Regions from separate parts of the Mus musculus genome. Here regions 2 and 3 are each linked to region 1. A link is a contact called in public HiChIP or PLAC-seq and promoter capture Hi-C data. All regions are on one chromosome and are shown on one strand. The core of a region is the stretch at or near the end of the contact, and the rest is flanking DNA. Distances in the headings are between cores, read along the strand shown.

The links. Promoter capture Hi-C pulls out the DNA fragments that hold promoters and counts their contacts. HiChIP or PLAC-seq counts read pairs in DNA pulled down with a chosen protein or histone mark.
Region 2: a promoter capture Hi-C map of liver shows a contact between it and region 1, with 3 times the contacts expected there. The contact joins the enhancer-like site here to the promoter of 4931422A03Rik in region 1. A contact is called at or near these places in 11 of 39 promoter capture datasets (the 3T3-L1 cell line, the C10 cell line, cranial neural crest and 5 more), 22 of 484 Hi-C or Micro-C datasets (the C2C12 cell line, LSK cells, the N1E-115 cell line and 18 more), 2 of 115 datasets of contacts at active chromatin or transcription factors (bone marrow-derived macrophages and epiblast stem cells) and 3 of 9 other capture datasets (embryonic stem cells, liver and macrophages).
Region 3: an H3K27ac HiChIP or PLAC-seq map of embryonic stem cells shows a contact between it and region 1, with 6 read pairs. The contact joins the enhancer-like site here to the promoter of 4931422A03Rik in region 1. A contact is called at or near these places in 4 of 39 promoter capture datasets (embryonic stem cells, hippocampal neurons, second pharyngeal arch cranial neural crest and 1 more), 1 of 484 Hi-C or Micro-C datasets (embryonic stem cells), 5 of 115 datasets of contacts at active chromatin or transcription factors (all in embryonic stem cells) and 1 of 9 other capture datasets (embryonic stem cells).

Annotation. Positions count from the first base shown.
Region 1 is chr2:104,026,587-104,029,942 of GRCm38.p6, reverse strand. 4931422A03Rik (RIKEN cDNA 4931422A03 gene) reads left to right here and starts at 1,582. Exons shown (of 5, transcript NM_175161.3): 1 at 1,582-2,165; 2 at 2,656-2,721. The coding sequence starts at 2,720. Fbxo3 (F-box protein 3) reads right to left here and starts at 2,144. Exons shown (of 11, transcript NM_212433.1): 1 at 1,977-2,144. The coding sequence starts at 2,080.
Region 2 is chr2:104,448,597-104,451,952 of GRCm38.p6, reverse strand. The region is part of intron 2 of Hipk3 (homeodomain interacting protein kinase 3); the gene reads left to right. Among named protein-coding and RNA genes, the nearest start is that of Mir1902, 21 kb to the right of the region's middle. Within about 2 kb of position 1,547, at least 30 of the 459 cell types and tissues checked have an H3K27ac peak or open chromatin away from gene starts, as enhancers often do. A contact at or near this core is called in cardiomyocytes and liver, where this site is marked.
Region 3 is chr2:104,370,825-104,374,180 of GRCm38.p6, reverse strand. The region is part of intron 1 of D430041D05Rik (RIKEN cDNA D430041D05 gene); the gene reads left to right. Among named protein-coding and RNA genes, the nearest start is that of D430041D05Rik, 38 kb to the left of the region's middle. Within about 2 kb of position 1,615, at least 6 of the 459 cell types and tissues checked have an H3K27ac peak or open chromatin away from gene starts, as enhancers often do. A contact at or near this core is called in embryonic stem cells, where this site is marked.

The DNA of each region.
Region 1 (3,356 bases), core at 333-2,832:
GGGGTCATATCACTTCAGCTTTAAATTCTGATTCCTACCAGAAGCTCTGAACTAAAAGTCTCTTCTTACAAGAGGCTACACAATCTCATCAGCCACACTTCATGCAACCTGCCTGTTAGTCATTTCTACCTTCAGCAAAACCTGCTTTCTTGTTTTTCTAGTTAAACAGGACACACTATTGTTAAGAGACCCATCAGCCTCTCAATACTGTTCCCTTCACCAGGACAGAAGTGCACTGTGCCACACTTCATGTCTTCCACTGTGAGTTGGTCAGCCTGTCTTCCACATTCCTTTCCAATGCAATATACATATTCCTTCCCAATACTTGGCCCCTTTTGTAATTACATACTTGTTTGACTTTCCATCTTGTCTATAGTAGTCAAGCTACAAAAAAAAGACCATATCTCTCTAACTCACTACTGTAATCCTACATTTAACTGGCACATGGCAGACATTCAACAAAACAAAACAAACAAACCTGAGCAGATGAATACAAAAATAAATATCTTTACACTCTAGCAATGCACACTTTATTACTACAAACTCTAGTTGGAGAAGATAGTGGGAGAGTAAGGTTGCTAAACTGAGGAGAGTGAAGTATTCCGGACAGGGAACTGAGCATACACAACCATGTGCGAGTGTTGTGCCATCTGATGGGCTGAGAAAATATGATAGTGGAGGAGAGGCCTGAAAGGCCTTAGATAATAAGCTATTGGGTAAGGGCCTTAAATACTGCAGAAGTTCAGGGTCCAGTGTTGTAAACAGGGATGTCATGGGCTTTTAAGAAAAATGACAGCCAGATTGGTCTTTAGAAGGTAACTCTGGCAGCAAGCAAGCAAAGAAAGAAGGCTATCTAAATAAGAAGTTATAGCAATAAACTATTTCAGATGAAATACATTTGAGCTGGCCAACCTTTCCTACAGAAAAACTTTCTGTGTGTTAGTACAGGCTGAGTAGGGGGAAGTGTGTTTTTTGGAAAGACAAATGTCTTAGCAGGTACGAGTGGAGGCCATAACAGAAAACCCAGGAAATATCTCTGCCACCACTTAGCTACCTGTAACTCCAAGAAATCTGTACCTCTTAAAGGCCCCTAAAAACAGAGGACATAGATGCCCAGATTCCAGTAATGAAGCAAAAACCAAAAGTGTGTCTTCCCCATGTGAGAGGGCCATTTTGCAGCCTCCACAAATATATACGGAAGCACAAGAAACCCAGGCTATGCGGTCAAGAATGTAAACAATCCTGACACAGGGGGTGAGGGTGACAAGAAAGGGGCACACGGCAGGACCATTTGTCCCTCCACGCTAAAACAGTCCTGGTTTCTGAAAGAATTCTCGCATGCCCGGTGTTTATTTTTGGAGTAAATGCTGGTCATCTGGGAAACCCTAAGGTAACTGCAGTCACCTGTAAGGCCTCACCGGAAGTCGGTGACAAAACCCAAAATCCAACCACCCACCATAAAAAGGGAAACTGACAGCCAAAAAAGTCGCCGACACAAGACAAAGTGTATGCTGCCCGCGATCACGATGGCATCAGAGTCAGAAGGTCGCAGGCCTTCTCGCGCGCGTTCTACCTGCCCACGAGGGCTCTGGTCATCAGGGACCCCAGGCGCGACAGGGATGCGCGTGGGCCGAGACAGTGGCCTTTCCACAGCGCTAGACCAGGCCCCAAAGGGCCAGCGAGGGTCCGCGGGGTGCAGGACCAGGGAGCCACCTCTCTCTTCCGCAACCCGGCCTAGCCGAGGCTTGAGGGAGAGGGCGCTAAGTTCCCGGGGACCTAGGCCTGGGCAGGGGTAAGACCTGGATGCCCAGACCGCTCCCCCGAGTCTCCTTCAGCCCCCCGGGGCGCTATGCGGGATAACGGCCGCCTTGCAGTCACCCTGCTGCGGAGGGAGCCCACGTCCAGCCAGCGACCCCGGGCCTCCTTCCCTGCCTCCTTCCACGTTCCCACCCCTGCCGAGAGCACCGCCCCATTACTTGATTAGGTCCCTGTAGTCCACGAAGGATAAGATGAGCAGCAGAGGGTCGGTGGGCAGCGACTCCAGGGTCAGCAGCCCCGTCTCGGCCTCTACGGCAGCCATCTTGCCCGGCCCGCTGCAGCCTTGGCACCACCCCGGCCCCGCCCCCGCCCCCGCCGCCCGAACCGCTCGGCGGCCGCTAGCACAGGTTAGTTATGTAACTGTCACCCGGCCCCAGCCCCGCCCCCGGGATGCCCCGCCCACCCCGCGGTCAGCCCTGCGGGGGCGCTGCTGTCCCTGCCAGTCTGTTTCTGAGTCTTTGGTCTCTTCTTCCACGCATTTTATATCTCGTATCCTCAAAGCCTCTCCCTAAATCTTACACTAACCCTACCTGGCCTTTGGGTCCCAAACCCATTGCTTCATTTCCAATCCATGGTCTCTGTTGCCAGCCTCGGACTCCCATTGCCACTCACCCCCACCTGCACTCGGAATTGCTGCTCTGAGCCCTGTCCACTTAGCAAGGAAGGAATGATGGGGAAAGAGACACAGGGGAAGGCATTCCAACTTTGAAATGATAGGGAGGTTATAATTCTTCCATGGCCCACAAGGCAAAAAACTGTCCTTCAAAAAAACCGAAAATGACCTCTGGATAAATTCCTTGTCCAACAAATGTTAATTGCCCAAGCCCTTACCACCAGGCTTCTAAACCTACTGGTCCCAGAGAAAGTTTCTTCCAACTACTTAAGTGTAAGAAATAATCAAATGTGAGTATTTTCCACCAAGTGCTATAAAACTTGTGTTTAGGACAAGGAATTTGATTCTTTTTAACCTTCTGAGCACACCCTCTTGATAAACATAAATTTGTCTTGTCTAGACACAATAGTTGGAGTGGTGGTCTCTTTCTTTTCTGAACCGGCCTGCAGGTCTGTCTGCAAGGGAGAGAGTGGGGATGGAGGGGCAAGAGATTCGAAGAATGGAAACAAGACAGGGTATATAAGCACAAGCTGGGGAGTCCAGGATGTGTCTGAGAAAAACAGGATATTATTATAGTGTGTTCAGCTGTGGTGGGCTGCTTGCAAAAACATCATGCTAGGAAAACAAGTCTCTCATCAGGGTGGAAAAGTACCAACCTGTAAGTAAATAGCCCGCGATGGCTGCAGAGATGGTAGTAGTTTCTGCTAAGAGTCAGCTCCCAACAATTTTCAACCTCAAACTTTCTTTCTTTCTTCCTTCCTTTCTTCCTTTCTTTCTTTCTTTCTTTCTTTCTTTCTTTCTTCTTTCCTTCTTTTTAAAGATTTGTTTATTATATGTAAGTACACTGTAGCTGTCTTCAGACACATCAGAAGAAGGCATCCAATCTCATTACAGATGGTTGTGAGCCACCATGTGGTTGCTGGGA
Region 2 (3,356 bases), core at 298-2,797, 420 kb before region 1:
GGGTGGGCTGCACTCAGCCCAGCAGTTCTTGTATGTGAAATCTTTTGCTTACCTGAGTTGTTGCAGTTTGATTGTACAACATTTTCTTTAAATGATCAATGCATTAACAGTTATTTCTATGGCACCTGACCCATTGCTAACTCTCAGTAAATGATATCTGTTTTTGTTCTAAGTCCTAAGATGTTCAGCTGTCTTAAATGCAAGCTGGCTAGCATGTCAGAGTTTCTTGCCTGCTACCTGTTGAACTTATATATTTGATTCTACCAAAAAATTCCTCTAGTTTCATGAGTTCTAAAAGCTTTGTTAAAATTCATTGCTTGGATAGAGAGCACCTGCTATGTGCCAGGCAGTGTTCTTTAGATGCTAGCGTCACAACACTGGAACAAAAAGTCCAAGTCTTGTGCCTTCATAGAATGCTAGTCTGCTGGAGCAAGCGGAAAAGAGACAATGAGCCAATATAGAAATCAGTTGTTGGAAAGTGTTACAAAGGAACAACCGAGCAAGATCTAGACGGAAAGCCAAACGCCACAGAGTCTTCCACTTGTGTAAGACTGCGACAGGGTCTTTGTAATAAAATGATCATTAAGCAGAAAGTCAAATAAGAGAAGGCAATCAAGTCTTGCTTCTTGGAGTAATCTCCCAGGTATCCTTAAGTGGAATCGTTTGAGCAGGTTTGAAGAGGTTTTTGTGCCAATGCAGTTTGCTCACAGCATGTTAAGAGTATGGCAGGAAATCCTGGTGTAGCTGAGGTTTGGGACCACTGTGAGGAATTGTTCACTAAGATAGGATTCTCCTGGGGATTCTAGGGTGAGGAATGCTGTGGTCTGGTGTATGTTGCCTCTCTTGCTGCTATCTTGCTATGTGGCAGAAAACAAGGACAGAAGCTGAAACAGAAGTTGTTGGTGCAATCCAAACAAGATGTCCATCTGGATTAGAGAGTGTAGTCGTGGAGTAATGGTGAAGGTGGAGTAATGTGGTCGGTCAGTTCTGCATCTATTTTGATGCTAGCTAGTGAGATTTGCTAATAGATGTGGAAAGTGAAAGAGAAGGGGCATATTTGACCTTCCTGGCTTGGGGACTGAGAAACCAAAGATGGGGGAAGCTGGAGGGTGGAAGTGGTTAGAGGACATAAGTCTTTTTCAGTTTGTTCACTTTGAGGCACCTTAGATCCACCTCCTTCCCCGTTCCCTGCTTCTCTCCCCTCTCTCTTATGTCTTCCCCTTTGTTTGCCCCCCCCCCTTTCTCTTTCTCTGCTGGACTTCTAACCTGGACTTTGCACATGTTAGGTAAGTGCTCTATCACTGAGCTAAGTTAGTACTCAATCTATCATTTTTTTAAAAATTGCCAAGAAGTATACACAGTTTATTGCCCATCATCTGATAAATGGTCACCTAAAATGTATGCAACGGGCTAGGTACTATTTAGCAATAAAAAAGAAATACTAAGAATATAGTACATAAACAAAAGCTGTTGGGATGACCCATACCTTTAGTTCCAGAATTTAGGAGGTAGAGTCAGATGGACTTCGGAGTTCCAGGCCACTCTGGACTGCAGAGCAAAATGGAAGCTGGCTAGCCAGGACTACATAGTCAGACTCTTGAGTACAGGTTACAGAATGCAGGTGATCAGTTTGTTGTGATTCCTCAGGGAAAATAAATGTAGAAAGAGAAGGTTGATGTTCAAAGTTAAGCTAGGTACAAGAGTTAATGAAGCAGAGCTAAGACGTTGGTTACTGAGAACATTATGCCTCTGTCCTAAACACTGTGCTTTAATGGTTGCACAGTTCTGTGACTGTTTTGGAACTCCTCAGGACTGTGCCTGTCTTGTCTGGTTTTTGTCATTGTTGTTTGTTCTTAAAACCTTTCCCATACCTGCCTCTAGCTTAGAAGACCTCTGAATTGAGTGGTTTTAATATTCCCAAAGATTAATAATTTTTTTATCTTGTTTAAATTGGTGTTGTATATCTCAGTTGTCTTTACCCTGTCAAAGTCAGGAAAGCATGCAGGTGCACACACACTCTTATCATGAAGCAGCATAGAGCACACCTGCCTTTTATGTTGAAGAAATCATCATTGCCTTGAGCTTGATCAGACCTGGGCTTAAGTCTGAGGCCTAACACATCAGCATTACGCTTACTTCATTAACACAAAGAAATGAAGATTTCTGCTTGTAAAATCACTCTAGTGGGAGACATCTTCTGACCAGTTCTCCTCCCTGTTCTACTCCTACCCTGGCACCCCAGGACCTCATGCTTGCTAGGAAGGCCTTCTAAGGTTGAACTACATCCATAGCTCAATACTTCTTGATGAAAATACCACCAACACAGATTCAGAGTTTAATAGTGACAGCCCATGGTACCTGCAATTATAGGTATAGTTGTTTCTAGAACTGGACATACTGAACCTAAACCAAGACAGCCCTTTTCCTAACAGCGATGGAATTATTTTGCTAGTAACTCAACATTTGACTTGAACAAGTAGGTAAAAATGGAACAACCCCCCCTGAGATGTTCCATTAATAGCCATCTTTTCTGAGTGACTCTTACTTCACTGCATTCTTATTTGAAGAATTCCAAGCATTCCCTTCCAGTACTCTATCAGTAGTCTACCAGTCCATTCAGAGGTCTGTTCTCACTGAGGAAAATTGCCTTTCAACTTGCCAATTTTCAGTGTTAAGCTGTGTTTTATATCAATATTTCAAGTTTTTAGAAAGACAGAGTATTTGTAATGAACATCAATAGACTTGACTAAAAACACATGGCAGAAAAAGAAACATCATTTTATATATAGATATACTTTGTTTCCATGTGACCTCAACTTTGGCGCTGTAGGGTTTAGATTGGACTCCTGACAGTGTGTAACTACTTATAAAGTGAGCCTTCAGGCTCTGTTGGACTGTTCACTGAATACACTAATTTAATTTGTGACTTGTCTATGTATAATGCACAAAATGATGTTTATGTATGCAGACGTCTGTTTATACAAACGTATATTTCCCAAGCTGGTAAAGGAATTGGAAACAATTTTAATCACTGCAGTGACTTTGTGATGTTCTTACAATGCGTAAGCTTTAAAGTTTGGGTTCTTTAGACTGGGTTTCTGTAGCTCAAAGTGACCTGGGATTCTCTGTGTCCACACTGGTGTTCAACTCATTGTAGTCCTCTTGCTTAAGCCTCCCAAAACTGCATTACAGGTGTGAGCCCCCTCATCTGGCTTAGAGTTTGTTTTGTATTGCAAGAACAGCTAGTAGAAACCTTGTTTCTCTGTCAGGTTCATCTAGGATGTAGGTGCTTTACCGTGTTGCTTCCCTACTTTTACATGTGATGTTGTACATAGAAAATGTATGCCATGGTGAAT
Region 3 (3,356 bases), core at 366-2,865, 340 kb before region 1:
TGACTACATCTTCCCCCTTGGAATGAAGACTGCACTTTACATCATACTTAGGTTCTCTGTGGGCCTTTGTGTGGAACACAGATAGGTGTCGTTAATGGCTACTACTTGATTCTGTCCTGGAAGCAGAGGTAGAGAGTGGGGCTGTAGATAGGGCTTTCTAGGAAGAGGGGACACCAGGAGCAGGGGAATCTTTGGATGGGATTGAAGCCAGCTAGAGGCCAGAAGGCAGATCTAGCTTATTCTGGGAAACATTGCAAAGGAGAAGGTGAGAAGTGAAGAGAAGTGATTGATTTTGGCTACATAAGATGCTTTGTGAGCTTTGAAAGGGACATTCTAGTGGAGGGGGCACAAGCCAGACTGTAAGGGCTTCCAAAGAGAGTGATAGGAAGGCTGGTGATGTCCTTAAATACTGGCCCACAGGCTCTTTATCGAGGCTAACAGAGGTGATATAAGAAACACAAAGTTAATGAAGTGGTTTTTTTTAGTAGATTTATTTATTTACTTTATGTATATAAGATGAATACACATCTTGATGCACACCAGAAGAAGGCATCAGATCCCATTACAGATGGTTGTGAGCACCATGTGATTGCTGGGAATTGAACTCAGGACTTCTGGAAGAGCAGTTAGTGCTCTTAACTGCTGAGCCATCTCTTCAGCCCCTAATATAGTATTTTTAAATAAGCCTAGTTTTATTTACCTCTAGTAGCACCTTATAGTCTGAGGTTTTAACCGTACTTTATTGGTTTTCTTTTAGAAAATGATAGTGGTTCTCATTCCCAGCCACTCACTAGGACACTTTGAGAGCTTTTGGAAATAATGAGTTCCTTACCAGATAACTGTATCAGAATCTTAGGGCAGACTTGCACGGGCAGGTGTCCACAGGTTCCCAGATGCCTTTCTTGTCTGGCTAGACTGTGTACTTATCAGAGAATGTATGGAAGGGTGTTTAAGATAGTGGAGCTGGGTTAGAGAAATGGTTTAGTGTTTAAAAGCATGAAGGACTAGAAGACCAGAGTCTGATTTCCAGTGCCCACAGCAGGTATCTCACAACCACCTATAACTCCACCTATAAGCCACACCTCTGGCCCCTGAGGGCACCTGCGTGCACGTGCACATACCTCTCCCCAAAACACAATTAAAAACGATAAAGATAGAATCTAAGGAAGATAGTACTGCTGAGTTTGACTTACTCTTTTAAATGAGATCCTTGTCAACAATTGCAAATTAGAAACATGATTCATGGCTCAACCTTGCTCGGTTGTTTTCTTCTTGGCCATTTTTCAGGTTTAATTTTCACTTTCTGACTTTATGAAATTCAAGTGGCAGGGATTCTTAGATGAAGAAGGAGGGCCCCTTGTAACATTTGTATTAGTTACTTTTCTTCTTGTTGAGACAAGGTTTGTTTGTTGTTGGTTTTTGTTTTGTTTTGTTTTGTTTTGTTTTGTTTTGTTTTTTCTGAGACAGGGTTTCTCTGTGTAACCCTGGCTGTCCTGGAACTCACTCTGTAGACAGGCTGGCCTTGAACTCAGAAATCTGCCTGCCTCTGCCTCCCAAATGCTGGGATTAAAGGCATTCTAAGGTGACTGACATAAATAACTTAGAGGAGGAACCACTTGTGTAGCTCATAGCTTTGGAGGATCCCGCCCATGTTTGGCCTGCTGTACAGCAGGATCAGGTGGAGGAGAGACTGCTGCTCACATCATGGAGATTAGGAAGCAGAGAAAGAGGAACACAGGAAGGGGTCCCTGTAGGATACAGTTCCCAAGGACATGCCCCATAGACCTCAGTTCCTCCAACTAGCCCCATCTCTTACCTTTCACTGTCTCCCAAGGATACCATCACAGTATGAATCCATCCAGGAGTTAGCCCAAAAAGCCTTTAATCAGATTGTTTCTGGATGCCTTCACGGACACACCCAGAGGTTTACTGTTCTCCCGGGCATTTCTTAATCCTTTTAGGTTGACAATTAAGGTTAATTATCATTATATGTCTTTGAAAATGGCAGTTCTCGGGGGCCATCTCAGCATTACTCAGGTGTATTTACAAATTAAGGAGCTCTATAAGGCTCCCCTGGGTTCGCAGGCCAAGTGTCATTGAGCACCAAGCCAGAGGCTTGTACTCTGGATATCTTCCACTTGGGCTTCCCAGAGCCTCTCTTGACGGGGAGACACCCCCCCCCCCCCCCACACACACACACACACGTCAGCTATGTCTTCCAGTTCAGCTGACCACAGGATGTCTAGTACTTTCTGTTAGTGTTGTGGTGCTTCTAGTTATTTTCAAAGGTCACAGTAGTGAACTTTTGAAATGCAAAACACTTAATTTCCATTAGAGTTAAAGGTTTCCAAGCCCTTGTTACTGCCAATAAAGGCCAATAAAATGGTGCCATTAAATGGGTTAATGTTGGCTTTTTTTTTTTTTTTATTATATGTAAGTACACTGTAGCTGTCTTCAGACACTCCAGAAGAGGGCGTCAGATCTTGTTACAGGCTGTGAGCCACCATGTGGTTGCTGGGATTTGAACTCTGGACCTTCGGAAGAACAGTCGGGTGCTCTTACCCACTGAGCCATCTCACCAGCCCCTAATGTTGGCTTTTTAAAATTATGAATATCTTACATGAAGCATATAGGAAGAAAAAAAAACTATATGTTCAACCAATGCTATGTCCATTGACTATTGGAAACATGTTTTCTTGGGTTATTGAATGAATAACTTCTGTGCTATGTATACAAATTATAAGAAGAATTACATTCACTGTTCTTGAGACTTGTTTTGCAAACTAAATGACCTGGTGAAATCTTGCTAATTAATAATTCCGAGTTATCAGAAGTTTTACAGACTTGCTATAAATAATGGCAGGGTGGGCTGGAATACCCATCCACTACTGGGAGGCAAGAACGGTGTTTCTGTGCAGCATTAGCGTTAGCATGGAAAGGCATTATGGTAGGTTGAGGCTGATGTATTTGCGCTTATCCAGCTGTGTGCATTAATGAGTGCTGCCATTTCCAGGACTGTTGGCATGGTGTGCTGGTCATCCATGGTTAGAGGGGTGATAACTTCTCCATCTACCAAGTGAGAGCAGCTGCCTCTCCAACGTGTAACTGTGACTTCTTAACTGGTTGAAATATAGTGAGGACTGATTAGGTGTTAGTCCAACCATGAACACGTAGTGATTCATTACAAGATCAGCTGTGTGCTCAGTCTCTCCTTTTTTTACAAACAAGGAAGCCGAGGTGCAGAGGAACTGAATTAACTTGCTCAGGCTCTAGTGTGTGGCGGTGCTGGGATTTGATGCTGGGAGATCTGACTCTGAAATCGTCCTAAGCAGTGTATTAATCCCACTACTAGGGAG